Regions from separate parts of the Mus musculus genome. Here all the other regions are linked to region 1. The links are chromatin contacts, called in public promoter capture Hi-C maps. All regions are on one chromosome and are shown on one strand. The core of a region is the stretch at or near the end of the contact, and the rest is flanking DNA. Distances in the headings are between cores, read along the strand shown.

Evidence for each region. Promoter capture Hi-C pulls out the DNA fragments that hold promoters and counts their contacts. Capture Hi-C pulls out chosen DNA fragments and counts their contacts.
Region 2: a promoter capture Hi-C map of second pharyngeal arch cranial neural crest shows a contact between it and region 1. The contact joins the promoter of Uhmk1 here to the promoter of Dusp12 in region 1. A contact is called at or near these places in 13 of 39 promoter capture datasets (the 3T3-L1 cell line, the HPC-7 cell line, cranial neural crest and 8 more), 3 of 115 datasets of contacts at active chromatin or transcription factors (astrocytes, embryonic stem cells and extraembryonic endoderm stem cells) and 1 of 9 other capture datasets (adipose tissue).
Region 3: a promoter capture Hi-C map of the HPC-7 cell line shows a contact between it and region 1. The contact joins the promoter of Uap1 here to the promoter of Dusp12 in region 1. A contact is called at or near these places in 7 of 39 promoter capture datasets (the 3T3-L1 cell line, the HPC-7 cell line, cranial neural crest and 3 more), 1 of 484 Hi-C or Micro-C datasets (uterus) and 1 of 115 datasets of contacts at active chromatin or transcription factors (the SCID.adh cell line).
Region 4: a promoter capture Hi-C map of adipose tissue shows a contact between it and region 1. The contact joins the promoter of 3110045C21Rik here to the promoter of Dusp12 in region 1. A contact is called at or near these places in 1 of 39 promoter capture datasets (cranial neural crest), 1 of 115 datasets of contacts at active chromatin or transcription factors (astrocytes) and 1 of 9 other capture datasets (adipose tissue).
Region 5: a contact with region 1 is called in a promoter capture Hi-C map of pre-B cells, with 3 times the contacts expected there. The contact joins the promoter of Ly9 here to the promoter of Dusp12 in region 1. A contact is called at or near these places in 1 of 39 promoter capture datasets (pre-B cells) and 1 of 115 datasets of contacts at active chromatin or transcription factors (bone marrow-derived macrophages).

What each region holds. Positions count from the first base shown.
Region 1 is chr1:170,881,700-170,887,579 of GRCm38.p6, reverse strand. Dusp12 (dual specificity phosphatase 12) reads left to right here and starts at 2,040. Exons shown (of 6, transcript NM_023173.2): 1 at 2,040-2,513. The coding sequence starts at 2,173.
Region 2 is chr1:170,211,346-170,217,096 of GRCm38.p6, reverse strand. It overlaps Uhmk1 (U2AF homology motif (UHM) kinase 1), which reads left to right and starts at 1,690. Exons shown (of 8, transcript NM_010633.4): 1 at 1,690-2,124; 2 at 4,569-4,861. The coding sequence starts at 1,857.
Region 3 is chr1:170,173,502-170,179,315 of GRCm38.p6, reverse strand. It overlaps Uap1 (UDP-N-acetylglucosamine pyrophosphorylase 1), which reads left to right and starts at 4,352. Exons shown (of 11, transcript NM_001305045.1): 1 at 4,352-4,566.
Region 4 is chr1:169,967,595-169,973,213 of GRCm38.p6, reverse strand. It overlaps 3110045C21Rik (RIKEN cDNA 3110045C21 gene), which reads right to left and starts at 3,805. Exons shown (of 3, transcript NR_040438.1): 1 at 3,639-3,805; 2 at 2,412-2,764; 3 at 818-1,432. It overlaps Hsd17b7 (hydroxysteroid (17-beta) dehydrogenase 7), which reads left to right and starts at 4,009. Exons shown (of 9, transcript NM_010476.3): 1 at 4,009-4,116. The coding sequence starts at 4,082. It overlaps Ddr2 (discoidin domain receptor family, member 2), which reads left to right. Exons shown (of 17, transcript NM_022563.2): 17 at 1-907.
Region 5 is chr1:171,605,110-171,610,826 of GRCm38.p6, reverse strand. Ly9 (lymphocyte antigen 9) reads left to right here and starts at 3,417. Exons shown (of 10, transcript NM_008534.3): 1 at 3,417-3,627; 2 at 5,508-5,717. The coding sequence starts at 3,504.

The sequences.
Region 1 (5,880 bases), core at 791-3,290:
TCTCTCTCTCTCTCTCTCTCTCTCTCTCTCTCTCTCTCTCTCCCTCTCTCTCCCTCTCTCTCCCCCCCCCACTCTGTCAGGAGCCATAATAGGAAGCAGATGATCATCCTGAAGTGGCCTGCTTTGGATTATTATATAATCTGCAACAGGTGAGCCCTCATTAAGCAAGGCTGTGAGGGACTAATTTTAGGAAAGATTCCTGCTATTAATATGCTTTTCCTGTTAATATGCTTTTTCTGTTACTATTAAATATATATAACAATCACTAAGTAGTAGCACACCCTTTTGGAGCAGATCTCTGCAGATCCATGAAGATCTTGTCGTGTTGCTATATAGACAAATAGATAACTTAAGTCTTCATGATGATCCTATAGGAATTCCTAAAATTATATCTGATTATTAAGCTCTTTTATAACAGGACTGCTGTTAGGTCCTTTTCTGATAGTCAAAGCTGCAATGAGAAATCTGTCATTCTCCCAAGTATCACCAGTTAATTGCTCTTAGATGGTAACCAGACCTTCTCCTACTCAGAGCACATTCCAAGAGGTTGTAAAACAATTAACCAAAGGTCATTAAAAGGCAACTAACAATTTATTGTAGGTGCTAGGACAGAAGATAAAATACCAACTGGGCTTATCTATACAAACCTTCACTTTATAACTTATGGATTTAAACCTTCAGTGAACCTGTGGAGCTGAGACAGGTGATCGATGTTTAGCTAGATAATCACTCCTAATGGATATGCATGTAAACATTCTCTGCTGTAAACTTCTATTTCAATTTATGATTTGATTTTTTGTGTGAACTTGTGATGAACTTGTAACATGTGATCATGTATTCTGGAAGACGTATAAGTACCAAGGACAAAGAGACACGAAAGAATCATAGAGAACTAAGATCAATGGAGAGCTAAGATCAATAGAGGAGACTTTTTTGCCTTTCCCCACTTAGACTAGATTCTTTTCCCTTTCCCCACTTAGAGAATTTTTCCCTTTACCCACTCAGGATCTTTCTGCTTTTCCCCTTAGATAGCTTTCATAGGAAACTTTTTACAACTTGGTAATAAACTCTATAATTATTTATCTAAGTGTCTTCTCTTCCTGAGACCGGACTAGCAGGCTGAAAGTTAGAGCCCAGCAGTTCCTGCTGAGATAGACATATCTATCTATCTCTCTTGTGGCTTGAAGAAGAGGTGCTAGTTGCCAGAAACTGTAGTTTCTGGCCTCAGAGGATCACAGAAGGCAGATCAGCTACAACAGCACGGTAACTTAGGCTTAGATAAGTAAACGCTTTATTATACAGCATCCCTAAATATCTCAACAAAGTCCTACCCTCCGCCTAAGCTCTTCCCTCTCTACCCCAAAAGCCTCAAGAAGAACATCCCACTCCAGAGCTGCCCCCATCTCTCCCTCTCCCTCCCTCCCTCACTTCTCTTTCTGCCGCCACCTCCCTCCCATCCCCCAATAAAATTCTTACACGTGGAACTGTTTGGGCCCAGTGTACTGTGTTCAGACTCGAGCCTCTATTTTAACACATCAGTTATCACAGCTAATATCCACATATAAGCTTATACATACCAGATTTGTCTTTCAGGGTCTGGGTTACCTCACTCAGAATGATTTTTTTTTCCCGAGTTTCATCCATTTATCTGCAAATTTTATTTTTTTTTTTTAAAATGGCTGAGTAATACCTTATTGTGTGAATGTACCACATTTTCTTTATTCAGTCTTCTGTTGTACATCTAGGTTGTTTCCAATTTCTGGCTATTATGAGGCATCAATAGGCAACATGGTTGGGCAAATGTCTCAAATGGTAGGAAGAGTGGCTTTGCTGGATCTTGAGATAGATTCCCATTTTCCTGAGGAACCTCCAAGCTGATTTCCATAGTGACTGTACAAGTTTGTGGTCCTACCAGCAACGGATGAATGGAGACTTTATTTTTCTGCCTTGGACTTTAGAAGGTTGGGTGGAAAAGCTGCTCTAAATGGAGCTTATTTAAGCACACAGCCCGAGCACGGCTCACATCACCTTCCCCAGAAGCAGTCATTTTCCCTATTGCCATGGTCCTCCCACGGCGCTGCTGAGCGGCTGGAGCTATTCCGACACAGGAGTCAGTCACTCTAGCCGGTGACTTGGTGGCGGGCAGCGGCTGCCTGGCTTCCTGGCTCTGCCATGTTGGAAGCGCAGGGTTCTAACCATGGCTGCGAGCGCCAGGCTCCGACTGCCAGTCCCGCCAGCTCGGCAGGGCACGCCGTGGAAGTGCGGCCCGGGCTGTATCTGGGTGGGGCAGCGGCAGTGGCGGAACCGGGCCATCTGAGGGAGGCGGGCATCACCGCCGTGCTGACGGTGGACTCTGAACCGGCTTTCCCGGCTGGGGCTGGGTTCGAAGGTCTCCGGAGCCTCTTCGTGCCGGCGCTGGACAAACCCGAGACCGACCTGCTCAGCCACCTGGATCGCTGCGTGGCCTTCATCGGCCAGGCTCGCTCCGAAGGCCGCGCGGTGTTGGTGCACTGGTGAGTGCCACGTGCAGGGGGGCGGTGCCTTGCACCGGGTCTCGCCTCTCTGCAGAGGCGCCCAAAAGTGGAGGTTCCAGGCTGTCAGAGCCAAGACCCTCGTTCCTCATCTTCCCTTGGGGTGTGTGGTTCCAATGAGGGTTCCAAAACCCGCCCTTGGTTAGTGTTTTGTTTGATTTCATCTTGCAGCAACTGTCTGTCTGTCTGTGCATCCATCTATCCGTCCATTCGTCCATCGTTCTATCTGCTTGTCTATATTTTGGGGGTTAGGTTAAAGTTTATCAGATTTGTAAGAGAAGTCAGACACTCAAGCCGGCGAATGTAATACAGGTCAGATGTATTGGGGTGAAAATACGTGATACTTCCTCGCCCTAAAGGCCACTGTGATTAACAAGGGAAAAACATGTGACTTTTTGTTTTTTGAGACTGGGTCTTACTGTATAGATCTGGCAGGCCTGGAACTCGCTATGTAGAGCAGGCTGGCTTCAAAAAGCACAGATGTCCACCTGCTTCTGTCCAGAGGGCTGCACACCTTGAGTGTGAAACCATGCTGGAGGATTTTTAATCAAAGTTATACGTGACGGGCAAGTTTAGAGAAACATTCACGGACCAAAGGAAAACTGTACTGACTGGTTTTGTGAGTCAACTTGATACAGGCTGGAGTTATCACAGAGAAAGGAGCTTCAGTTGGGGAAGTGCCTCCATGAGATCCAGCTGTGGGGCATTTTCTCAATTAGTGATCAAGGTCCCACCCACCTGGGCTGGTAGTCTTGGGTTCTATAAGAAAGCAAGCCAGGGAAAGCAAGCCAGTAAGGAACATCCCTCCATGGCCTCTGCATCAGCTCCTGCTTCCTGACCTGCTTGGGTTCCAGTCCCGACTTCCTTGGTGATGAACAGCAGCATGGAAGTGTAAGCTGAATAAACCCTTTCCTCCCCAACTTGCTTCTTGGTCATGATGTTTGTGCAGGAATAGAAACCCTGACTAAGACAAAAACGGTTCACATTCTTGGAATAATTAAGACTGGACAGTTGTATAGAAAAGTGATTGAGGCTGGGCGGTGGTGGCGCACGCCTTTAATCCCAGCACTGGGGAGGCAGAGGCAGAGGCAGGCGGACTTCTGAGTTCGAGGCCAGCCTGGTCTACAAAGTGAGTTCCAGGACAGCCAGGGCTATACAGAGAAACCCTGCCTCGGAAACAAAAACAAACCAAAAAACCAAAAATGAAATAAAATAAAAAATAAAGAAAGAAAAAAAAAAGAGGTTGGACAAGAGGAGTGTGACATAATGCTTAGCGAATGAGCCAGGAAAGTCAGCCTGACCTGTATTGAGCTGTTTCTTCTGGTGTATAGGCAAAGCCCTTTCTGGAATTATTGTCTTAGGATATATCAGACTAAATAGATCCGAGAATTGATTTGTCTTGCTAGCATGTTAGGCAAACATTCTGTTACTGTGGCGGCATAGCCCTAATCTTAAGAGAATGCCTTTGTGGCGGGTTCTTAGTAAGGTGGAGGAAAGTTAGAGTGATATTTTTCTCTCCATATTTTTGTTGTTTTTGTTTTTGAGATGGAAGGTTTGCTGTGTAGTCCAGACAGTCTCTTAAGCTTGCGGTCCTCCTGCATCTGCCTCCTAGTGCTGGTGTTATTACACATAAGCTACTTACGACTTCTGGAGTTTGTGCTTAGGATTGAAGAAGAGGTCTTCTAACCTCTCTGTCTTGCCCTAGGGTGAGTGGGGAGAGAGAGAAGCAAAAGCACGAATACTGAGATCTGGAGAGACTCCAACGTTAAGAGCAAAGGACCTTGGACCTTGGATTTGTCCTGTAGCCACTACATTTTTTTTTTTTTAAATGTACACAGAACGGTCAAAAAGTGTGGTTAGCTACTAAGCCCAACCTGATAGATCACAGGCTCTGATTCTTTCTCCCAGAAATCAGGTCATCCCTCAGCCCCCTGCAGCTCTCTGGGGCAGGAAGTTGACAGATGTCAGTTGTGACCTTACTCTCTTACAGGCCTCTTTCTCCCATCAGCACCTGTGAGCCTGACTAGGTCAGCACTACCCCCTTGCCCCCAGTCTCCAGATAACATTGATTTATAACTCTACTTTTATATAGTGTACTTCTGCCTTATGACTCTTGGCTTGGAGGCCAGCCTGGATAGGTCACCTATTGTGGAGCTTGCCTCCCTCCAAGGAAACAGTAAGAGTCAGAAATTCCACTTGTCTCCTGGAACTGAAGTCTCTTTCTCTTTGGAAACATATAAACATACATTCACACCCATACGTATATATATAGTCATATAAATATAACATATCTATGTAGTATATAGTTATATAGTATAAATAATTATAAATATATTAAATAGAATTATAATATAACATAACATATTACATATATATTATATGTGTGTGTGTCTCTCTTTATACACGTGTGTGTGTGTGTGTGTGTGTGTGTGTGTGTGTGTGTGTGTGTGTGTGTGTGTGTGTGTATGTATGGTGGAATGACTCTCCTTTCCCAGATTTGAAGGCCCACTTTTTCCCTTCAAGGCTGGCATCTTCTGCCTCTGGTATGATGGGATTTCTGCTAACCTCTCTCCTCGGTGCTGGAAAATGTCGGGGGGGGGGGGGGTAGCCTCAGGGCTTTCTTGCCTAACAAAGCTCACCTGAAGGGCTTTTTTGTGGTGTTCTTTCCTACAAACCCACAGTAAGTTAAAACACAACCTGATTCAGAATTATAGATCCCTTTTCATTAGGAGCAGGGGTAGTGGGGAAAGTCAGCAGATTTGGGAGGAACAGTAGGTGGGTTTTCAGTGGACAGGGAGGGACCGACAAGATCCTTCGAGCCTGTGCAACAGTGAAACAATCACAAATGATTGTTTTTGGAATACTGAGTTGGGTCAGCATAGAAGACAGCCGAGTGTGACAGTCAGCTGTGGTGTGGCGACAAACTTGGCTTTTCCCTGCTCTTTGAATATAATTAATGAAAAGTCAGGGAAGGGACCTGAAGTAACTTCTGTCATCTTTGTTGCTTCTTGGACTTTAAGCAACAAAGAAGATAAAGCCTGCCTTCACCTGCTGCTAATTTGAAGTAACTGGTATACTCTGATGCCTGCTAACTCCGATGCCTGCTAACTCAGTTCTCAAGACTGCAGTCAGCCCAGATTCTATTTCCTTTTTTTGGGAAGTGTTGAGATTAAATCCTGGGGCTTCACATGAGCAAGTGAAGTGCTTGTCTACCAGATGGACCCCCAGTCCCAAGAAGATTTTTTTTTTAAATGCTCTGTCTGGGCTGAGAGAGAGTGTCTGGTAAACGGGGTTATTGGGATATGAAGGATTCATGGGACTTGTCTAGGACATTGACAGGTATATTGCA
Region 2 (5,751 bases), core at 441-2,940, 670 kb after region 1:
ATTAGAAGAGAGATTAGTTTCTACAAGATGTATGGAACAAGTTCCTCAGATGTTTGTTGATAATGTTTGCACAAGGTCAAAATATTTTATATTACCTATACACTTAAAAATGACTAATGTGGTAAATGCTACACTGTGCATATTTATATGCATAAAAGCTCTTGTGTTTTTAAAACATTAAGATTCTTTAATCAAATAGGCACCCTGCCCCCCCCCAGTAAGAAGTCTGGAGGATGGTTTTAGGAAGCACAATGGATTTCTACCAAGCTGTCAAGGATCCAGAAACCTTTTGCATTTCTTCTGGGTCATGAATGATCTAGACTTGCGTTTATTTGTCCCTATACACCCAGTTTCCTCTTCTTCCATTAGTTATGAATTTTATGTGAATTTTCTAGCTTGTCTGGAGCTAGCTTGGGTCATATGACTAGGTAAGCACTAGCTAATGGGATACGACCAGAAAACTCAGTACCATTTTGGCTATTTTTGTGCTTCTTTGGTCTCTTTCCCCATTCTCAAAACCATGAAATGCTGAAAGACAAGGCAAACACATAGGTCACAAAGATAAAAGTCCACTGAGATTGGCAGAACCCTGCATTATTAATTGTAGAAGGGAATGCTTCCATATCTAAGACAACATACTTTGGGCTTTTTGGCACAATAGATCACATCCAATTAATATATTAATATGTTGCTTTTATTCTCTCAGTTGCTTCATAAACAGGATGACTAATCTGTCTTTATTTTTTGTTTTGCTTTTTAAGATTTATTTATTTCTATATACACTGAAATTCTGCCTGCATGTTTGTGTAAGAGTGCCAGATGCTCTGGGACTTGAGTTATAGACACTCGTGAGTTGCCATGTGGATGCTGGGAATTGAACCCTGATCTGGAAGAGCAGTCAGTGCTCTTAGCTGCTAAGCCATTTCTCTAGCCCCAACTAATCTGTCTTTAGCTTTACGCTTATTTTCTTAAGCAGGAGATAGGAAGTAACAGGGAAGAAAACACAACATCTAAGTGAGTCAAGTTAGATCTTCCAATAAATCCTTGTTAGTTATGCAGGAAGGTCTTATTGACTAGAGAGAGGGCGTGGTCACAGCCACTTCTGAGAGAGGCCAGGTATTTCTTTTGTGTATATTACTGTTCCAAAGAAAATCGGAGTTATATTAGAAAGGGAGGTGGTAATGATGGATATCAGGAAGATGTGAAAGCACGTAGCTTTCAGCTTGAAACAATAGGTAATAGAAAATAAGATAGCTGCACAAGAGACAAACAGTTCAGTGGCTATGAGGAAATACTGATCTTCCCCAGGACAGGACTTTGGTTCCCATCACCCAAACCCGGCAGCTCACAATCTCCTGTAACTTCAGCACCAAAAGATATTACACCTTCTTCTGACTTCTGCACACATGAGGAACAAATACACAAATATATAAATACAAATATAATAACTCTTTAAAGATAAATAAAACAAAAAAATCAATAATCATATATTTTGCTGGAGCCAGGGCCTTCCTTGCGCATTCAAGGCAAGCACTTTACTACTGTGCTACACCCCATCTCTAATAATTAAGTTTAATATCTCAGTTGTTTTGTGCTAAACAATTTTCCCCCTGGAGGCCCCGCCCCTCTTAGGCCCGCCTCCTTCAGCCTCTAGGATTGGCTTTCCCCCACTTCCGGCTGGGTCCGAGTGCACTCCGGCTTCCGGTGTCATGGCGGCCTGAGGTCCGGGGAGTCGGTCGGAGCGCTGCAGGCCCCTCCCTGCGGAGCGGCGGGTCCGGGCGGGGATGTGACGGCGGGCGCCGCGGGCCTGCCTGGCGCGTCGTGTCGGCTCGCGTGTCCTCGGCCCAGCCCGCACCATGGCGGGGTCCGGCTGCGCGTGGGGCGCCGAGCCGCCGCGCTTCCTGGAGGCCTTCGGGCGGCTGTGGCAGGTCCAGAGCCGCCTGGGCAGCGGCTCGTCGGCCTCGGTGTACCGGGTGCGGTGCTGCGGTACCCCGGGCTCGCCCCCCGGCGCCCTCAAGCAGTTCCTGCCTCCGGGAACCACCGGGGCTGCGGCCTCGGCCGCGGAGTATGGTTTCCGCAAAGAGAGGGCGGCGCTGGAGCAGTTGCAGGGTCACAGGAACATCGGTAATTGTGGCTGTCCCCCATGTCCTGCCCATGTCCCGGCTCAAGCATAAGCGTCCTCCGCCTGGCCCCCGGTCTTTGGTCCTGTAGGTGGGAGGAGAGGATCGGGCCTCACTAGTTGTCACGCGATGCAGGTCCCTTTTCAGTCCACCTTTCCTTTGCAGCTGTCTGAGGTATACGGTGGAAGTGATTATTACATAGCAAATGCTTAGTAAAGTCCAGTTTGCTTAGGTTTTCATCCGGTAGTTAGAAAGTGAAAGGCATGAGTTTGCCAGGTTGTCATGTCTTGAGTGGAAAATTTTGCATCTTTTCCAAATGGAAAATATTCTAGGGCATCCAGTGCCATCATTGACATCAAATGACATACTACTGAGAACGGAAAAAAAAATACATATTTCGTGTGAATTTGGGAGAGGGAACCCAGTGTTACCTAGAAGTTAATGGAAGTGTGATATTTAAGAGCACAGCGTTTGCTTCAGTAAGACTTTCATGACTCAGAGATTTAGAATGTAAGCTTGTTTGGGCCACAGATATATGGAAGCAGTCCTCGTTGCTAATCCACGTACAGGCAGAGAGCTTGTAAGCGGTTATAACTTTGGTTAGTAAAGAAGCGTCATAGATCTTGGCAAATAGAACCCATGTGTAGCTTGAAGAAAGTGTTTGTTTATTTATTTATTTATTTATTTATTTATTTATAATACTACATTGATAGAATGTCCTAATGCTAGTGTGTTTTTCTTTTTTTTCCTTAATCTTACTAAGCGGTATATCACTATAGCTTTGGTGTTTGACAGGAACATTTTTTGCATGCCTCAGTACTTGTTGAATCTCTTGCGTGATTACATTAGAATGTTATTTGTAATTGATGTATATAATATGTGTGTGTGTATATATATATATATATACACGTATATATATGTGTGTGTGTGTGTATACATATGTCTATGTATATACACATATATGTATGTGTGTATATATATATATACACACACATGTACACACACACACATATATATATACATATATATATATATATGTATATATATATATATGAGCATAGAATGCTGTTTTGGATCAGGCAACCTTCAATTTGCTCTTAAGGGTTACTTAATATCATAGGTTTTTAAAGTAATTTTATCTTAAGACCTTAAGGGCATATTCACCCACCACTGAGTGTTGAGTTCTTGGTGAAACACAGGTTGAATAATTGTGCCATATATCGCCATACTTTATTTTATTTAACCCGGCTGTCCAAAGATAATGCTCGCTCCCTGGAAGAATAGTGGAAGTTTCTTGCTTATCATTGTCATTTTTATCCGTGGGGTGGGGTTGTGTGGGTGTGTCTCAGTGGTTAGAGAGCCTTTGCTGTTCTTGCAGAGGCCCGGAGCTCAGTTCCCAGTGTTTCCAGGGATTTGGGTGCCTACTGCCTTGGTGGCCAAATGACACTGGGGTAACGCTCGAGGAATTTTTCATTAGACTTTAAAAGAAAAACCCCAGGGCAGGCAAGCCTTAAATCTCAGTAACTGCTCTGAGGAGGGGAAAATAAAATAGAGAAAAAGCGATGACGCTTGTGGTAAGCAACATGGAGGGCAGCCATGTGTGGAGGGGAAGTGGGGAGTGGTCAGGCAGCCAAAAGGCCTGAAGAGGAGCTTAACAGAAAGTGTTTGAGAAAAGCATAGACTAAGACGACTCTTACCTCTCTTAGCATTTAGGCCCTTAGACAGGTCATTGACCCACCCAACTGGATTAACTCTTTTTTTTTTTTTTTTGAGATAGGGTTTCTCTGTACAGCCCTGGCTGTCCTGGAACTCACTTTGTAGACCAGGCTGGCCTTGAACTCAGAAATCCGCCTGCCTCTGCCTCCCAAGTGCTGGGATTAAAGGCGTGTGCCACCACGCCCGGCTTAAAAGACAAATCTTGTTTTTTTTTTTTCCCCAGAGCTGAGAACTGAACCCAGGGCCTTGCGCTTGCTAGGCAAGTGCTCTACCACTGAGCTAAATTCTCAACCTACTGGATTAACTCTTAAGGGAAGAGACAGTGCTAAGTCTGCCTAGAGCAGTGGTTCTCAGCCTGTGAGTCAAGACTCCTTATGGGGTTGAGTGACCCTTTCATAGTGGTTGAAAGCATATCAGATATCCTGCATATCAGATATTTACACTAGGGTTCATAACTAGCAAAATTATAAACATGAAGTAACAAAAATATTGTACGGTTGGGGTCACTGAGGCACTGTATTAAGGGGTTGCAGCATTCGGAAGGTTGAGAACCGCTGAACTAGAGGGAATCTCAGTTTTTTACTATAACAGCTGTCTTGCATGTGCATGTATGTGTGCACACATGGAGATAAAATCCTCTTTATCTCAAATTCATATAGCAGAGTTAACTATTTGGGTAATAAGTAACTATGAATTGATCTTTTTAAGTATTGTAATTTTTCCTTCTTCTAGTGACTTTATATGGAGTCTTTACCATACACTTCTCTCCCAATGTGCCATCACGCTGTCTGCTGCTTGAACTCCTGGATGTCAGTGTTTCGGAATTGCTTTTATATTCCAGTCATCAGGGCTGCTCCATGTGGATGATACAGCACTGTGCCCGAGATGTTCTGGAGGCCCTCGCTTTTCTTCACCATGAGGGCTACGTCCATGCAGACCTCAAACCACGAAACATCCTGTGGAGTGCGGAGAATGAGTGTTTTAAGCTTATTGACTTTGGACTCAGCTTCAAAGAAGGCAATCAGGTAAGAAATACCTTTTATTCTCCGTTGTGTTTTAAAAACCTCGTGGTCCAAGGCAAATATTTTTAACAGCAGTGGTACTTTAAGCCGGGCGATGGTGGCACATGCTTTTAATCCCAGCACTTGGGAGGCAGAGGCAGGCGGGTTTCTAAGTTCGAGGCCAGCCTGGTCTACAGAGTGAGTTCCAGGACAGCCAGGGCTATACAGAGAAACCCTGTCTCGAAAAACAAAAAAACAAAACAAAACAAAACAAAAAACCCCAAAAACCAATGGTAATTTAGGGACTGACGGTGTACTTCCCTAGTACCAAAGTGTTGCTAATGTAGCAAATTAAAATAATTCGGTGGTGCTGTGTGAAAGAAGGACATAAATTTAGGTCAGGTAAGAGTTAGTGAGGCTCAAGAAAGCTCAGAAATTACTAAGCGTACTTAGCCCACATAAAGCTCTTCAGGCTCTGTCAGCCTTTGGTGAGTTGCTGGGTCGCTGTTTCTTCGGTGATGGAACTCTTATTCACGGCTGATGGTGGATGTGACCGTCCAGCCAAGTCCTCCTTTCTCTATGATTTATTAGGTTTTTGGAGAGTATCTTTCTTGTCAGTATATAATAGGTAAGAAGTTATCTTAAAAAAAAAAAAAAAGGACTTCTTTTTGAGCAACTGTATGGAACGTGTCCAGCTTTCCTGTGCTAACTGTCCAGTTAAGGAACTGAGGAATTATGGTAGATAAGGACTCAGATTCATGGCATTTGTCAGTGACCTTCTGTACCACTGAAGAATCCATGAATGGATGGAAATCGAGATACTTTTTTTGTTGTTTTGTTTTGTTTTGTTTTTTCGAGACAGGGTTTCTCTGTATAGCCCTGGCTGTCCTGGAACTCACTTTGTAGACCAGGCT
Region 3 (5,814 bases), core at 3,103-5,602, 710 kb after region 1:
GAAGGGTCTATTTTGGCTCACGGTTGGAGGGATGCAGTCCTTCATGGCAGGGAAGGCGTGGTAGCAGCAGTGTCAGGCAGCCTGTCTTACTGTGTGTCCACAGTCCGGAAGCAGAGACAGATAAATGCCGTGTTTTGGCTCCCTTGTCCTTTTTCATTCAGGTGACACCCCAGTTTATAAGATGCTGCTGCCTACATTTAGTGCGAGTCTTCCAACCTAATCTAAAAAATCTCCTCACAAAAATGCCCAGAGATTTGTTTCCATGGTGATTCTAAATCTTGTCAAGTTGACACTGTAAAATAACTATCACAGTATGAACCACTTAGTTTTTGTTTTTTTTAATTGTTTTTGTTTTGTTTTGTTTTGTTTTCATTTTTGTTTTTCGAGACAGGGTTTCTCTGTGTAGCCCTGGCTGTCCTGGAACTCACTCTGTAGACCAGGCTGGCCTTGAACTCAGAAATCTGCCTCCCAAGTGCTGGGATTAAAGGCGTGCACCACCACCGCCCAGAGAACCACTTAGTTTTAAGAAAAAAAAATGAGAGTAATTTATTATCTGGATTGAACTTTTTAATTTCTTTTAGAGATTTATTTATTTAATGAATGTGAGTACAGATGGTTGGTAACCTTCATGTGGTTGTTGGGAATTGAATTTTTAGGACCTCTGCTAACTCTGGTCAACTCTGCTCTCTCTGGTCAACTCCACTCTGGTTGGCCCTGCTCTCTCCGGCCCAAAGATTTATTTTTATTATACTTAAGTATACTGTAGCTGACTTCAGATGCACCAGAAGAGGGCATCAGATCTCATGGATGGTTGTGAGCCACCAAGTGGTTGCTGGGATTTGAACTCAGAATCTTTGGAAGAGCAGTCAGTGTTCTTACTTGCTGAGCCATCTCGCCAGCCTGAACTTCGTAATTCTTGGATTATTTTCATACTCATTACCTGCAGAGAATCCCTTTGACCTTAAATCTTGCTTTTACATCTTCCTATCAATTTTGTGCTTAAGTGACTCACTTCACTTTTGTCAAATCCGTGTCTTTATTAAGGGGCAGACTAGATGATGTTTAGCCAACACCAAGGGATGGGATTCAAAGTCTCCTCTTCTACACACAACCTCACCTCTATGAGGAGTCCTCCAGCTTTGCAGTCCCAGGAACTACCACACACTGGCGTTCTTTATAACCTAGTTTATTTCATTCCGTGAGTCGCGTGCTTCTTAGGTTAGAGTCGGTTGCATTTTCTCCTTTGTATGTATCTTTCTCGGCATCCCACACATTTTAGATCCACTGTCTATCCCAGAACCCCCGGAGGACTGCGTAAATGTTAGGAAGGTGTAGAAACATCTGACATTGAAGAGGGAGTTTTCTTCATTTCACAATATTTCAAAACACACCCTAACCTAAGAAAATGTAAGTGTTGGGAAGAGTGGTGAGCTAAGGCAGTATCATCTCCCAAGAGAACAAAGTCCTCCCATCCTAGGGAACTGTCGGCAGAAAGGGAAAGTGCTAGTCAGTGCACCACCCACTTGTCTGCACCCTTTGGAACAGTAATGTCATGAGTGCTCAGGCCTTGCCGTGACCCAGGCTGAGAAGAGCCTCACTGCCCTGGTGCTTTGTGCCTCTTGCTGGCAAAAACCTCCTTGAACCAACTGAGGCCATCATGTTCAGGACAGAACCTTTTGGTGTGGCAGCCCCAAGGACCCACACACTTTTCAAAAAAAAAAAAAAAAATCTAGGTGGGTTATAACGGATTCTGAGAAACAAGCAACGTGGGCAGACTGGCACAGGTCTGACAAGTCACTCAGAAAAACCAGTCAAGCCAAGCTGTTAAGTAAGTAATGTATTTCACAAAGTTAAAATAATTTATAACTTAGCCAAATATATCTACCTAAAACCATAGAACCTATTATTAATATATGATATTTTCAAATTTTAAATTATCTCACAATAATGGCTCATTTAAAGCATCTTTTCTCAAAAGGGAGTAGAGAAGGGTGATTACTGTTTCATTCATATATATACATACACACATACATATATACATATATGTATACATACATACACACACATATACACACATACATATATATATACATATATATGGAAATCCAGTGAAACTCATTAATATGTATAATACATATTATGATAAAAAGAAAGCATCTCATACTCTGATATAACGTTTTTTGTCTGTGTGTTTCTGGGGGTTGAGCTTATATATCCTAAGCAAGTGCTCTTATCTTTGAGCTGCATAGCCAGCCTTATCTGTAGCTTTAGCACACGTGACTATTCTTATCATTGAGCTGTATCCCCAGCCTTATCCGTAGCTTTATCACATCATGTGACTCTTCTGCTTCTCCTTTCATTTTCCCCAGATCTGTTTTCAGCTAATACTCCTCATCGACTACTGTACACGAGTACTCTGTCCTTTCCCTTTCCCTCTGTCAACTGTACCGTGTCCTTGTGCTGTTGTGTTTTGTGTATTTCTCAGTGTTGGTGATCATTTCTTTCCAGGTCTCATAATACCCATCTAAGTATCTGTCCGCCCATTCACCCGTCCACCTATCCAGCTAATAGACAAAACTGTTACCCATTTATTTTTTTAAACTGAGTTGAGCTCACACCACTAAGAATCTGTACCTTTTGGCAGGTACTCCCTTTTGGCACTTCAAATTTCCAAGTGTGTGTGTGTGTGTGTGTGTGTATATATATATATATATATATATAAAACAAAAGCCTTGGAGGCAGAGAACTAAAGGGCAGCCTTCAGAAGTGTTGGGTGGTCCCTCACTCCTTTCTGAAGCTAAGGCCTCTGCTTTCTCTGAGCTCTAATGCTCATCTGAGCCTTTGCTGCTGCACTCACGGCCGTCCCTTAGGAAGAAGGAGCACGTCTCTCCCCTGCCTCTCTCATTGTATTGGAATCCCTTGAAGAAATAGACTCTTGATTCCCCTGTAGAGTCTATTGTAAGTTCTACTGTAGAATAACTCAATAAATAAATACGTTTTGGACAATATGCTCTTTATTGACTGCTGTAGCCGCCAATTTCTTTCTAAGAGAATGCTTCTACCCCAGGGACTTGCACACATAAAGAAGGTCAAGAGATTCTGGGCAACCCCATTGTGGGCAGGCTCTGAATTCTTCACTTAAGACTCGGTACTTTCCAAGCTGGAAGTATGAAAACTAGAGAACACACCCGTGTTGTTAGTCTTGCTCCAGGAAGGCACACCTACCACTATCAACAGCACTGTGGGTGCCATTTACAGCTTCTCAGGCGACGTGGCGTTCTGACAGGATTCCAGAGAGCATGCAAGGCTAAGGCCAAGCAAATACTGCTAATAATATATCATGTCCTTCCTTGATCCTGTTCCACCAAGCTGTTTATCCATCTAATCTCTCAAAGCCACAAAGGTGCCTTAACAGATGGGCAACTACGTTTTTATTTACAAATGATACCCCTTGTTAAATGATATTTCTAAATGACATAAATTGATAGTAAAGTCTGGATTAAAAATGAATACGCAAGAATGACTAAGAAAACACTGAAAATGTAAAATGAGGAAGCCTATCCACCTGATGGAAAACATCCTGATATGTTAAATTTAGTTGCTTTTGACATCTCAACAAATTGGACTCTCGTTTCAAAACCTGCAAAAACCCAACATAATAGCTCTAAATATAAATGCAACTTCATAACACTGAGATTATAGCCTGCACATGCACATCTGCTGCCTATGCTGTAACAGGACAGTTGAATTTTAGCTCTCCTCTCCTAGCTAAGTTCTTGCTCTCTGGGCCGGTTCTCCCTGACTGGCACATTTTGCATGGCCTCGGGTCATCTAATCCCTTTTGATTGCATTTCGTTCACTAGTCGCTGTGCAAAAGGCAACCCGGCTGTGTCGACACCCAAGAGACTCCGAAGACAATGGCAGAGGAAGCCCGGGTCACTGGCAAACAGGTATGTGGAGAATTAGAGACAAAATCAGCTAGCTTAAGGTCACAGGCCTGCCTTGGAGGGATCTCTGCCTAGAAACCGGCGGGTCTTTCCCAACCACACCCGTGGGCGTTCGGAAATCCGTCACTTGAAGACTCACTGCCAGCGCCGCGCTCCCTACCAGGCGCTCTGATCCGCCCCGGGTGACCGAGAGGACCCGCCCTGCAGTTTGTCCTTAAGGTGGCGCCTGGCCTCACCTCCCCGCGAAGCCGCGCGCGTAGCCGGCCCCGCCCCTGCTAGTGCGTGGGGGGCGGTACCACAGACTGACAGGATCCTTGGCCATCCTATTGGGCAAGAGTCTGAGTGACGTAAAGAGGCTCCTCCTTCCTGTCGCCGGTGCCCGCCCCTTTGGCTGTTCTCGGTCGCTGACGTGTCGGGCCGGCAGGCTTCCGCTCCGCCCCTGGGCCGCAGCCACTCACCGCGGCGGGAGGGGCCGGGTGGCCGGGGCCCGCGCTCCCCTCGGCCGCTGCTCGTGGCCCGCCCCGCCGCCCCGGCCCCTCGGATGACAGTATATATTCCAGGCGGGCGCGGGACACGGGCGAGTAGCCGAGCCGAAGGAGCCGCGGGATTGTCGAGGGAGGTAGGGACCCCCTTCACGCGCGCGCTCCCATGCCTAGCGCGGGGACCCGGCTACGCGTTGCCGCACCTTGCTCGGCGTCCGCTGCTCGGAGCTCCGGAGAGGCGTGGGCTGTGTCGCGGCGGGGCGGGGATGCGCGCGCGGAGGGTCTTGGGGGAGACCTGAGGGAGGAGGCTTGGGTGATGATGGAGTTCCCGGCGCTTGTCAGCGCTGTTTTTGAGTTGGGGGAAGAGGAGCCAGGAGGGTTTCAGGCTAGGGCCCGGGCATAGTTGTGCCACTTCTGGGGTTCACCGGTGGGAATAAGTGATCGCTGTTACTGTTGGGAAAGCGCGTTGGGGTGTTTTGAACCCACGAGGGTAAGAATTGATAGTTCCGACCAGGACAGTGGATCCCAATGGGGGATGTGACTAGCACAGGACCCGCTTGCCTTCGCTTGATACTGATAGTGAGAGAGGTTCAGATTTCAGGGTTTTCCCCTCAGTTGGACTGGAGGAACGGTGAGGCTGAGAGCACACATATGCTCTAGAAGATTTTTTAAAAGTTTGGTGTGAAGGCTGACTGGCCTTCATCGGCATACTATGAGATCTGATATCCGATGGTAATGATCATGCATTTATGAGAGGCACAAGTTTAAGGACTTGGAGGTGAAGTTCACTGGGCTTGGATCCAAGAGTTTGCAGCAAACCAAAAGCATTTATCCATTTCGTTATTAGTTGACTCACTTGGCTGAGGGAAAAGACTTCATAGTCTGTCCTGTTAGTTAGTGGTTAGGACTCAAGTCAGTCTCAGTACCATTCCTCCCCACCCCCACCCCAGCCCCTCCCCTCCCCTCTTTTTTCCTGTTTCGTTTGTTTGTTTGTTTGTTTCCGAGACAGGGTTTCTCTGTGTAGCTTTGGTTGTTGGAACTCACTCTGTAGACCTGGCTGGCCCAGAATTCAGAGATCCATTTACCTTAAAGATATGTACCGCCACTGCCTGGCTCCATGTGTCCCCCCCACCCCACCCCCACCCCCCAAAGCGATTTACTAACCCACCCTGAGGACATATAGCAGCAGAGGTGGGGGTGGAATTGGGAAATACTGGACGTCCTTAATGTGGCATTTAAATTCTAATAAAGGCATGTTTGATAATGGTTTGTTGGGTATGTTGATCCAGGTGTGTTAGGTTGTAGGCACACACCAAATTTAGTCATAATTTCTAGTGCAGACTTTTGTTCTTAGTATAAAAATCCACGTCTTTTTAATTCTCTTC
Region 4 (5,619 bases), core at 2,556-5,055, 920 kb after region 1:
TGGCACAAATATAAACCCCTAATGTGAGGTTAAAACACTGTCTTTGGAGGACCAGAGGAGCTTCATTCGCCTAACTGTTCATCCTTAATTGTAATATCAGCTGCTAAGCTAAATGCAAACACATCAGCTCCCTGGGGAAAAGTTGAAACTCTCGTTTCTTGGACCATTACTTTGGGTTTCCTGCTAGACATTTTTAAGCTGCCTTGCTTAAGGGCTACAGGATAACAACTGTCTGTGGCTTATGAGATTCCTAGCACACAAATGAGTAGTTTGTGTATGTTATATTTTTAATGAATAAAGAGTGGAAAAATTATGTATCACATGTGTTAATTTGGGGAGAAGCGCTTTATAACAGAGGGCTTACTCTCAAAGAGAACAAAGGAAAACGTGTTCTACAGACAGTGTATACCTTTGACCTCTGAAAAAAGCTATATAGTTTCTCCTACAGACACCTTGCCAGTAACCTTACAGGTCTTATAGGAGAGCAGATCCAAGTTGCCAGGCTGATCTGCAAGCACAAACATTTGTCAAGGGAAAGCACAGGTCGTTACTTTCAGTACAAAATGGTTCTTTGCTATGGATGGATTCTCTTCTTCTTGCCCCATGTCCTGTTCCCAAGGACCGACTTCCTGCAGCACTGTGGTGGACTCTTCTATGAGGAGACAACATCTGGGCCTTATTCAATAGCCTGTGGTGGGTAATGTGTTTTGTCAAGAGCTAAACAGCAAATGGATTTAATTTCTGCTTAACATGGTCATAGTCATTCTGAAATGGCTACAGAAATATTCTCTGTACTAGAAAAAGGAATGGAACGTGGTGCCAATTGTCTATTTTCCTTTATTTATTCCCTGTAAGTCTGTCAGATGATAAATTGTACATAACAGTGATTAAAGAGTCATGCTACTGATACAGTCTTCTTTCTGTCTCAGCAGTAACAGTTCTGGCCTTTGTTGTCTTTCCTCCTGACACCACTGGTGGAGTGGTGATGTGACACAGGGAAAGTGTGCACACGGTTATCAGGGATGTCTGACAGAGAGTCATGTGAAAAGGCTTCTGTTAGATGTCAGTTGACAGCTAACTAACATGGCGATGTCTCTGACATAGTAGAGACCTTGTTTCATATCTTCATGTTATTGGGCCACTTCTGGGAACCTGAGTTTCCAGAATTCTTTTGAAAGCCTTCATTGTCATTACTGTGGAGTTGTTTTGTTTTGATATATTTTTTTTTTGAAGGAACAGAAACACTTGCTAAATCCAAATATGGTCTGTCTCAGGCAGCTGTTCACACAAGCATAAATTAACAAAAACTGTATACAACTGGGATCCAGATGCAAACTTCCCAATGGAGATTAGGGAGGAACTATCCCCAACACATTTTACTTTCACTTGCAGAATTCTGAGTAACAGGAGCACACTTCTCCCAGCAGGTGTCCTAGTAGAAAAGAGAATGGGCATGAATTCTCAAAGAATAAACAGTATTCATGAGTGCACTTCCTATCTCTGCAATGTCCAGGCTTTCAGGACCGAAGACCAGGAATATACCTGAGCGGTGGAACTGGGATGGAACAAAAAGAAACAAGGGGACTAGGGATGTTCAGAGATCTAATTCTGCTGCCAACACATACTGCCGAGGCTTAATGGCAGATATGAGTGATGGCTTGCATCTATGCACACACATACACAAACAACACAGACAAGTTATCCACATGTTTCATTATGTAGGTCATTATTGAGGATGGAAATTTTGTCTATTCAGTTTTTCATTAGCAACTTGCATGGGTCTGGTTAAGTTGCAGAGAACAAGAAAACTATTTTCCGTTCAGAGTTTTATATTTACTTCCTATTTGAAAAAGAAGTGACCACACATCTGTAAGTCCTTCTCTTCTAGAGTCCTTGGATCCTACACAGGGTAACACATGACCATTTACCACCAATGAACTGGGTAAAACTCTCAGTTAGTTTTGAGCCAGACTGAATGCATTTTTTTTTAAGGGAAGAGCATTGAAAAATATGAACATGAGAAACTACACAGCCCCAACTGGAAGTTATTCATTAGTCCCGTTTGCAAATTAGAGGCCGTCTATTCTGTGAATGTTTCTAAGAACCAAGAATAGAACTTTGTACTCAGAGCAAAAGATATGTCTCTCATCCTTACCTACTGTCCCCTAAAAGGAAAAGCGATCACGGTCTGACTTTAGGGTAGAGATGGATTTATTACAAGGAGCACAATTAATGTTGAGTTAACTACACCTGCTCAACTCATGCCAAGGCTTGCCAGTGATAGCTTCACTCACTGTGCACCAGACTGTTCTGGTACCCAACTGAAGAACCCCAGGACAACACAAACCCAAGATGAGTAGTTTGGAGTGAGGTAAAAACAAAACAAAACCAAACCAAAACCCAACACTCACCTATGAATTAAAAAATATTTTCATTGCTCGGGGTTGTGACTCTCTATGACAAATGACTTTAAAAATTAAACATTTTAGATTAATAGTCCAGTCCATCCCTTGTCGGTCACAGAGCCTTGGAAGCAGCAACTTGAGTAGAACAAAAGGAGGAAGAGTCCCAGTTTCCCTTACTGGGCTGGGCTGGAAGTGATAGAGGACTTTCTCTGAAGTCTTCTGGGTTTCATCTAACTCAGAGCTGGTCCCACTCCTGTTCTCATCTGAGGCTGTAGTAAGGCTGAACTCCTCTCGGACCCAGGCAGACTCCTGATGTTGCTTTCATGCACAGAGTTCATGCTAATAATTGCACAAGAGAACTTAAAAAAAAAAAAACAACTCAAAATAAACGTCATAATATGTTAATTAAGTTTACAGTTTTCTGGTGGGCCATTTTCATGCTACCCTAGGGTGCAGTGTGGACACACCTGTCTGCCACCCAACCCACCCACCAGGCTCTCCAATTTCTTTTTAAAAAGTGAGCTTTCTTTGGGAGAGCCACACAGTTTTCTCTGTTCTTTTGCTGCCACTTCTGAACTCCAGGGTTTAAAAAGGATCATTTGGGTATGGAATCTCAAGATCAGGGATTTTTTTTTTTTTCCACTTCAAGGCTTTAGAAAATTTGTTAAGTTACTGTCTTTTAAGAACAGTTGAAATGATCAACCAGTTTTCTTAAGTTTTAGCAGTTTGTTGGTATCATTAATCAAAACATATAGATTAAAGCCCAGAAAAGACGTTATCATTTAGGATCACGGCTATCCCTAGTAATTACAGCTCTGAAAGAGGAATAGTTTGTTCAATCATATGAGTATTAGTCCTTTCACTCAATATTAATCATCTGTAAGTAGCGAAAGCTGGGATAACGATTATAACAGCTGCGCAGGGTATTTTTATGCGAATTGAACTTAATAAAAAAAGGGAGTTTTAATGTATGCATTTGCCCCTCCCTGATTACCTAGTTCTGCTCCCTCCAAAGTACTCATCTGGGATGGCTTGGAGACAAAAAAAAAAAAAAAAAAAGAGCGAGCGAGCGAGAGAGAGAGAGAGAGAGAGAGAGAGAGGCAGAGAGAGTGAGAAAATAAAGCTCATTACAGCGACCTGAGAGGTCTGAAGGAGATGACAGTACGCATTCCTTTAGCGTTCTGAGATTCTCTGGTTTCATTCCACATTCAGAGCTTGAAATTGCTAACTTACTCGTGATTCGACATAAATACAATTCAATGAAATCCAGGTTCTCTTTCTTAAAGACCATGCTTTACACATCCTAAGAAGCAAACTTGGACTTGGGTTCCTGCACCGAAGCCTCTCCCAGCAGCCTTGTGAAACCTCCAGCTCTGCCGCCCGCTTGCTTCACTCAGAACAAAGCCCCCGCCGCAGACTGGGGGCGGCGACTGCCTGGATTGGCTATAGGACCCTTGTGTCACGTGGCTCCGCCCCTCGGCCTATCTCACCTCACCCGGTCTGGGCGTGGAGAGAAGATGCCGAGTCGCGATTGGCGGGCCTAACGCGCGGACCGGATGACGCAGGAGAGGTGGAGCCGGGCCGAGCCTTGATTGGTCGAGGTGCGCGTGGTCACGGATCAAGGTTCAGGCTAAGAGAACCCCGGTGCAGTTCTACTTCGGTGCAGGGCGTGGAAGATGCGGAAGGTGGTTTTGATCACCGGGGCGAGCAGGTGAGACCTCCTATGGAACCCCGGAGTCTATGCGGGGGGAAGCGCAGGTCGGTGATTCACTTCGATGGGGTCCGCAGAGACCCCGTTCCCTGGCTTTCCAAGAGGTGTGGTCATGCCTGCCTCGCTTGGTGCTCGGTGCTCGGTGGCTGGCGCTTTGAATTAAACATGACAGTGGAAAGGAAAGCTAAACCGCCAGTGACTGGTCAGCCTGGCAGTGATGCTGGACAGTTGTTCTCTAGGGACCGTCAGTCTCCGAGAGTAGTTAATTGTAGGTGCCCACAGTTCACTTTAAACCTAAACACTCGGGGTGTTTAAATGTCAGCATCCATGAACTTTAGGACAATGAGGAAATTTCACTCCTGCAGCATGTTTTCATATACTCTTTCCAGGAACCTACAGAACGACCAGTCTAGCAACTAAGGCTTATCCTGATGCAGATGCCAGCAAAGTTATTCCAGGCTTGCCCATTTGACCCTTGACCTACTTATCATTTGTTGATGAAGAATGTGTGGAGGATGGACCCAACCAACTCCCCTCCTACCCCCAATTGGTTACATTGCTATTTTTTGAGGAATTAATACAGGATTTGTTAAATGCCACTTAAGCCTGTTTCAGTGACCCAATCACATCTATATTAACTAAACCAGTGGAGGGGTCTGTCTTGGGCTTTTTGTTAGTGTGCGCTCTCCTTTAGGTCAGCTGGGTTTTGGCCGTTCTCGAGTGGAAAGTGCCTGTAGAAGTCAGACCTGAATTGGTGTGATTTTGATATACTGTGGTGTGTGCAACTTATACTAAAGTTGGTATTTAAAGTAAGGATGAATAGGCCGGTATCTGCTTGGTACTTTGCTGGCAGGGCCGCCAGATTCTGTGGATTCCAGACTCACTTTGGAGCTCCCTTTGCTGGCAGTCTGCATGAGAACTTACTGTTACCCAGAATGGCCTCGCTACCAGCAGTGGGCCCCATCTGCTGCGACCTTCATATCACTCTTTGTGACCCAGTGCATCTGAAGCCTCCTAGCTCTGCTCTTTCCTGCTTCTTTGTCTTCGGCTCTATCTGCTTGCTGATTCTGCTTTCTGTCTACTTGTATTGAGGGCTTTTTTTTTTTTTAAACTCTTGGCTATTCTGCTGTGACTTAGTAGTTGACAGGGATTTAACTTCAAGCTGTGCTACTGTGTATTCTCCTGAAAACAAAACAAAACAAAGCAAAAAAAAAACCCCAAAAAACAAAAACCCAAACCAAAACCTCACCGGTTGGTTCACTTACTGCGATTTACAGTTTTCCTAATAGCAACAGTACCAAGAAGTGGTGAGAACCCTTGCCTTTGCGGGACCAAGGCACCACAAGAAAATGGGGACACGGTAAACAACTAATACGGCCCCCCTTAAAGTATTTGCTAGAGATATATTAAATCACACCCTAACAGGTGCTCCAACCCTCACTCACTGTGTCATTGAACCATATTAGAGGGGAACAACTGGATGTTGCTTATCAACATGGCTAA
Region 5 (5,717 bases), core at 2,168-4,667, 720 kb before region 1:
GAGCTGAGCTGCCTGCCCAAAACAGCTCTTCAAAGGCCTAGCCAGCCAGGATTCCTGGGGTCAAGATTAGCGCCCTGCTGCTTAGGCCATTTTAAAGAGATGTCAGAGGACGAGAATTTTAGTATTCTGCCTAGAGACATTTCTTGTGGTATTTTGGTGAAGAATGCAGCTGGATTTTTTGCCCTTGTCTGAAGAGTCTGCCCGAGGCAGGTTAAAAGATTCAGATTAATTGCACTGACAAAGGATGTCTCAAAAACAAACAAACAAACAAACAAAACCCAAAAAAACCCAAAAGCAGTCATCTTATAACATCTCACTCTTTCAAGTTCAGTTCTACTGATTAGTATAGTTTTGCCTACTGGGTTACCCCACCCCTGATGTCAGTCTTTTCCTAATATCCTCCCATCGCCTATATCAAAGCAGCAGCAACTTGGAAACTTGAGAAAAGTTCCCCAGACACCTTATGCTAGTCTGGTGCTAAGTTATCCATCTTCTAGTCTTCAGACTTGGGTCCTCCTGGTTTGGAGGCCTTTAGCTGTGAAGCAGGGCACTTCAACACCATCACCACCACTGGGTCTCTGTTGAAGAATGCCCTCTGCTGGGAATGATAGGAATTGCACCCTTACGTGACTCACCATCTATCTGTGTGGTACTGAGCAGACTACCTACCTACCTACCTACCTCCTCCTCCTCCTCCTCTTCCTCCTCCTTCTCTTTAAACAAATACTTTCTTTATTTACCTTTCCTGGGTTGCCCTCAGGAAACCCCCTATTCCACCCTCCCCTCCCTGCTTCTATGAGGGTGTTCCCCCACCTACCCACTCACTCCCGCTTCCCCGGCCTGGCGTTCCCCTACACTGGGGCATTGGACCTTCAAAGGACCAAGGGTCTCTCCTCTCATTGATGTCTGACAAGGTTATCACCATATCACCACCACACCTCCTAATTCGCAGGCCTTTAGATTTGGACTAGGATCAATACTATTAACTTCTATGGCTATCAGGCCCTTAGACTAAGCTATTCTACTGGTGAATTAGTTTGCTTCTTATGCTATAACAAACTCCATGACCAAGCACAACATGAAGAAGAAATGGTTTATTTTATTTTATGGGTCATTGTAAAGGGAAGCCAGGGCAGGAACTCATGCAAGCTGGGAACCAGGAAGCAGGAACTGCATCAGGAATGCCTGCTGCTGAGGCTATAGGTTGCTCTCTACAAACTAACAGTAAGACCCTAGATGAAGACAAAGCCTACACAGATCATTGAACATGGAGAAGTGGATCTGGTGCCTACCTAGAGCTTTCGCCCCTATGGTACTGGAAGGGTCTCTGGGTGCTACCAAAGGAGAAAGGTAAACACAAACCCAGCTACAAACCCTTTGATCTACATTCCTGACCTGCCTGCAAGATATGCAGGTGCCATAGTGGCACACAGATTCTGGGAGTAACCAACCAAGGCCCACCCCATAAGATGGAAGCCATACCCAAACACTGCATAGATGGCCAAGAATTTGAGACCAAATATGTCAGACTCCTAGGGGTGAACCAAATACTAGTGTTCTGCTAGAGGAATATAGCAATAAAATGACTCCTAACAGTGTTCTGTCATGGTTATAGATCAGTGCCTTATTCAGTCATCTTCAGAGAAGCTTCCTCCTGCAGAAGATGGGAACAAACACAGAGACCCACAGCCAAGCAATGTGTCGAGAGCAAGACAGCAGAAAACACTCAGCTCAAATTCGGTTGTCTTCATCCAATCCCTCTCCTCAGGACTCAGGCAACCCTGCAGAAGAAGAGGAGGCAGAGGAAGGCTTTGGAAACCCTTCTCCCAGCTTCCCTACCCATGGCTGTCTTAGACCTAACCAGGGGAAAATCCCCAGTGTGAGCCATAGAGAAGGAACACTACCCCCCAAAAGAACTTCCTGGAGCCTTTTCACGGATTCAAGGAACATCTAGAGCAATAGGCACTGCTGGTGTGGAATAATGGTGGAGGGAAGTTAAAGCTGGATCAAGCCAGATGTACCCAGTAAGCTGATTTCTCCATTGGACATTGATCAATTGATTGATTTACGAAATCTCTGTTGTTTGATTGGAAAACTCAAGAAAGGGTGACTTCACTGGGTATAAGTCATCTCACCCATCTCATACAGGCTAAGAGTCAAAAATCTCAACACAGCTCATGAAGCCACTTGTAAGATGGCCTGCAAAGGATTTATGTTCCCCTTTCTGAGAAAATACCACAACCAAGATTCTTAAGACAATTAATGAATCATGCTTACAGTCAAAATACAATGTTGACCTCTGTGCCACCCACACACAGAGGGAATTCCCTTGAGTCTTGTGGTCTATGTTCTTATCTTGTCAATATTCCTTTCTTATCTGGAAACCGACACAATGAAAGTTACACACCACCTCATAATCTCATCTACAAAAGGAAAATGTTTTATATAAAATATGCATACCAGAATATTTTTACTTACTCTTTAACCCCATGTATAGCCTGTATGGTTCAAACAATGTAACTCCAAAATCCACAAAATCAGATATGTATAGTTACTGCCAAGGTACTGAGGTACACATCACCCTGGATTCCATCTCTCTTAGAGTGCACATTCTTTTCTCATTTAAACTAACTTTGCTTCTGACTGACTTGTCCTGAAATTCTTTTCTGCATCATAAATCAAAATCCCTGTGCATAGGGCAGAGATATTCAGCCACATTTCTTGAGGCACTATTAACAATAACCAACTTAGGGACTCAGCCTAGATGTTCATCAATAGAGGAAAAATGACGTATACGAACAAAACAGCATTTTTCTTCAATTATAAAGAAAATGAGACATTCAAGAAAATCAACAGAACTAGAGATCATTATATTGAGGGAAATATTCCAGGTTCAGAAAGATATTCATAATTTCTTTCCTATGTAGAACCTACATTATATATATATATATATCATATACATACACACACACACACACACACACACACACATGACATGAATTAGAGGAAGGAGAGAAGAAAATGGGGGAATTGGAAATGGGAAAGAAAGAGATGGAAGCCACAGCCTTTCTCTTGTCCTGTATTCAGAAGTGACATATCACTAGCTCTGTCACATCTATTCACTATAAGAAGCCACTAATCTCAGCCTGAATCCAAGAAGAGGACAGTAATGTCCAGAAGTGAGGATACTTAGTAGACATCTTTAGATTCATGGTTAGAGCTCATCTTTGATACTGAAACAAGTGAAGCCCAGCACTGGTTTACAATTTCCTTGCAGGATCTGGATGTGCTTGGGACCTCTCCCTCAGTCTGAGCAGATGCAGGAGTCTGTCGTGCTCAATATAAACAGCTCTTCCTGGGACACACATGCACACATGCACACACTCACACACACACACGCCACAAACCGTGCACCACAAACCACGCATGCGCGTGCACTCACATACTTCAGGAAGTTGTGGTAAGTGCATCTCCTTTAATTTGAAATCTGGAAGTACACCATCATGGCGGATCTAAAGAGATATTGGTGTGACTGGGCTCTAGGTCCACTCTCTGAAAATCCAAGAATGAGTCAGCAGCAGATATTTTCTCCCATTCTTTGGATTCCTCTCCTCTTCCTACTCATGGGTAAGTTCTGCTTGCTACACGCGGTCTCTGAGGTTGGGCTTCTGCCCGGAAGATAGATTCTTGTGGTAAAATCAGGAAATTACCTTCCTTAGGTAAGTACTCTGCAACTATACTTTATTTTGAGAACTGTACATATGTAAGAGTATGTATGCAGTGTGTGTGTGTGTGTGTGTGTGTGTGTGTGTGAGAGAGAGAGAGAGAGAGAGAGAGAGAGAGAGAGAGAGAGAGAGAGAGAGAGAGAGAGAGAGAGAGAACAAACACATTGAATCACCATGAGGAGGTAATATTCTAGCCCAGTCTCAAACCATGTTTCCTTCATACTCACTGTCTCCGGTTTGTTTTCTGTGTAATGTATACAAATTCACAGAGCAATCAGAGCAAACCCTTCTGATGACAAGCCACCTTGCAGCCTCCGGGGGCACAAACACTGTTAGATTTTCTTTCTACTTCCTGTCTTAATTCTTGTATCCCCTGGACCATAGAAGCTTCATATGCCCAGGTGACCCTAGACAACGTGACTCCTCCTCCTCCTCCTCCTCCTCCTCCTCCTCCTCCTCCTCCTCCTCCTCCTCCTCCTCCTTCTCCTCCTCCTTCTCCTCCTTCTCCTTCTCCTTCTTCTCTTCCTTTCCCTTTAGGCTACAGCTACACTTCTTTTTTTTTTAAGATTTATTTATTTATTTTATGATATGACTACACCACCATTGCTCTCTTCAGACACACCAGAAGAGGGCATCAAAACCCGTTACAGATGGTTGTGAGCCACCATGTGGTTGCTGGGAATTGAACTCAGGACCTCTGGAACAGCAGTGCTCTTAACCACCGAGCCATCTCTCCAGCCCTACAGCTACACTTCTTTGTCTTCTTTTTATCTTATAATTTTTGCACCCAGAATTCTTGAAGTAGCCAGGATTCAGATCTTGTCTGATTTGATCTAAATTCCTAGAGTACTCTACAAAGCCTCAGGAGCCCTGGAATCGGGGGATCTAGACTGGGGTCATGCAACAGATACCGCAGAGTCTTCATAGGAAAATGAGTTGTGTTGACCAAACACCTGAGCTCTTAAAAGCTTTGATAACAATATTTATCAGAAATATGGACTGTACTTAAAACCAAAACAAAGCAAAACAAATGATACCATCTCTGCCCAACCCCAAGCTTGACATGACTAAGCCAAAGACAGTCTGGGATCTCCTAGATGATGGAAGGTAGGCTGATAAAGACATTTTCAAGCTTGAAAACAGTGAGAGAGTCATGCTTAGCACAGTGGCATGGAACAGTCCCTCGGAAATAACTGTTATTTCTCTAGACTCTTAGTGACAGCTTTCCCCCCATGCTGAGCATCTAGGTTCTACCAGGGAGTGACTTTATTTATTCTATCACTCACCTAGCCATCTCTCCACTCCTCTAAGCATCGTCCTATTCATCTTATTTTTAAAGAGATGATGTCATTTGCTTTTCTAGCTCTTTACAGTTTGCAACAACCTGCTTTCATTGAAGTTTTATCAGAATATCCCTTGTACATGACGTAGCTCTGATGAATCTATCAGTCTTACAGATCAATATGCTGACTCTCAGAAAACTTCAGAAATTCACCCAGTCATAGCCTGAGTAATTTCCCAATTAGAAAAGAAGTTTAGAAGAAACGGTTTATGGATTACTATAGCTACTTTCATGGAAGAGAGTTTGGTGAATGAGTGGGTGAATGCATAAGTGAATGAATGAATGGCTTTGCTAGCCAGTGGGCTTAGAAGGAGAATGTCTGGTCTCATTCATTTCTCAGTATATGGAATTTGTGATAAGTCCATGTTTATGGGGTGAATGAACGAAAGGTGGCTTGAAGAGTTCAGCTGTTCCTCCAAGTCCCTCTTCTGTTTCCACAGGGCTCGGAGCCTCTGGAAAGGAAACACCTCCAACAGTGATATCAGGGATGCTAGGGGGTTCTGTGACTTTCTCCCTAAACATCTCAAAGGATGCAGAGATTGAGCATATCATCTGGAATTGTCCCCCAAAGGCTCTTGCTTTAGTATTCTACAAAAAAGATATAACTATTCTGGACAAAGGATATAATGGCAGACTCAAAGTCAGCGAAG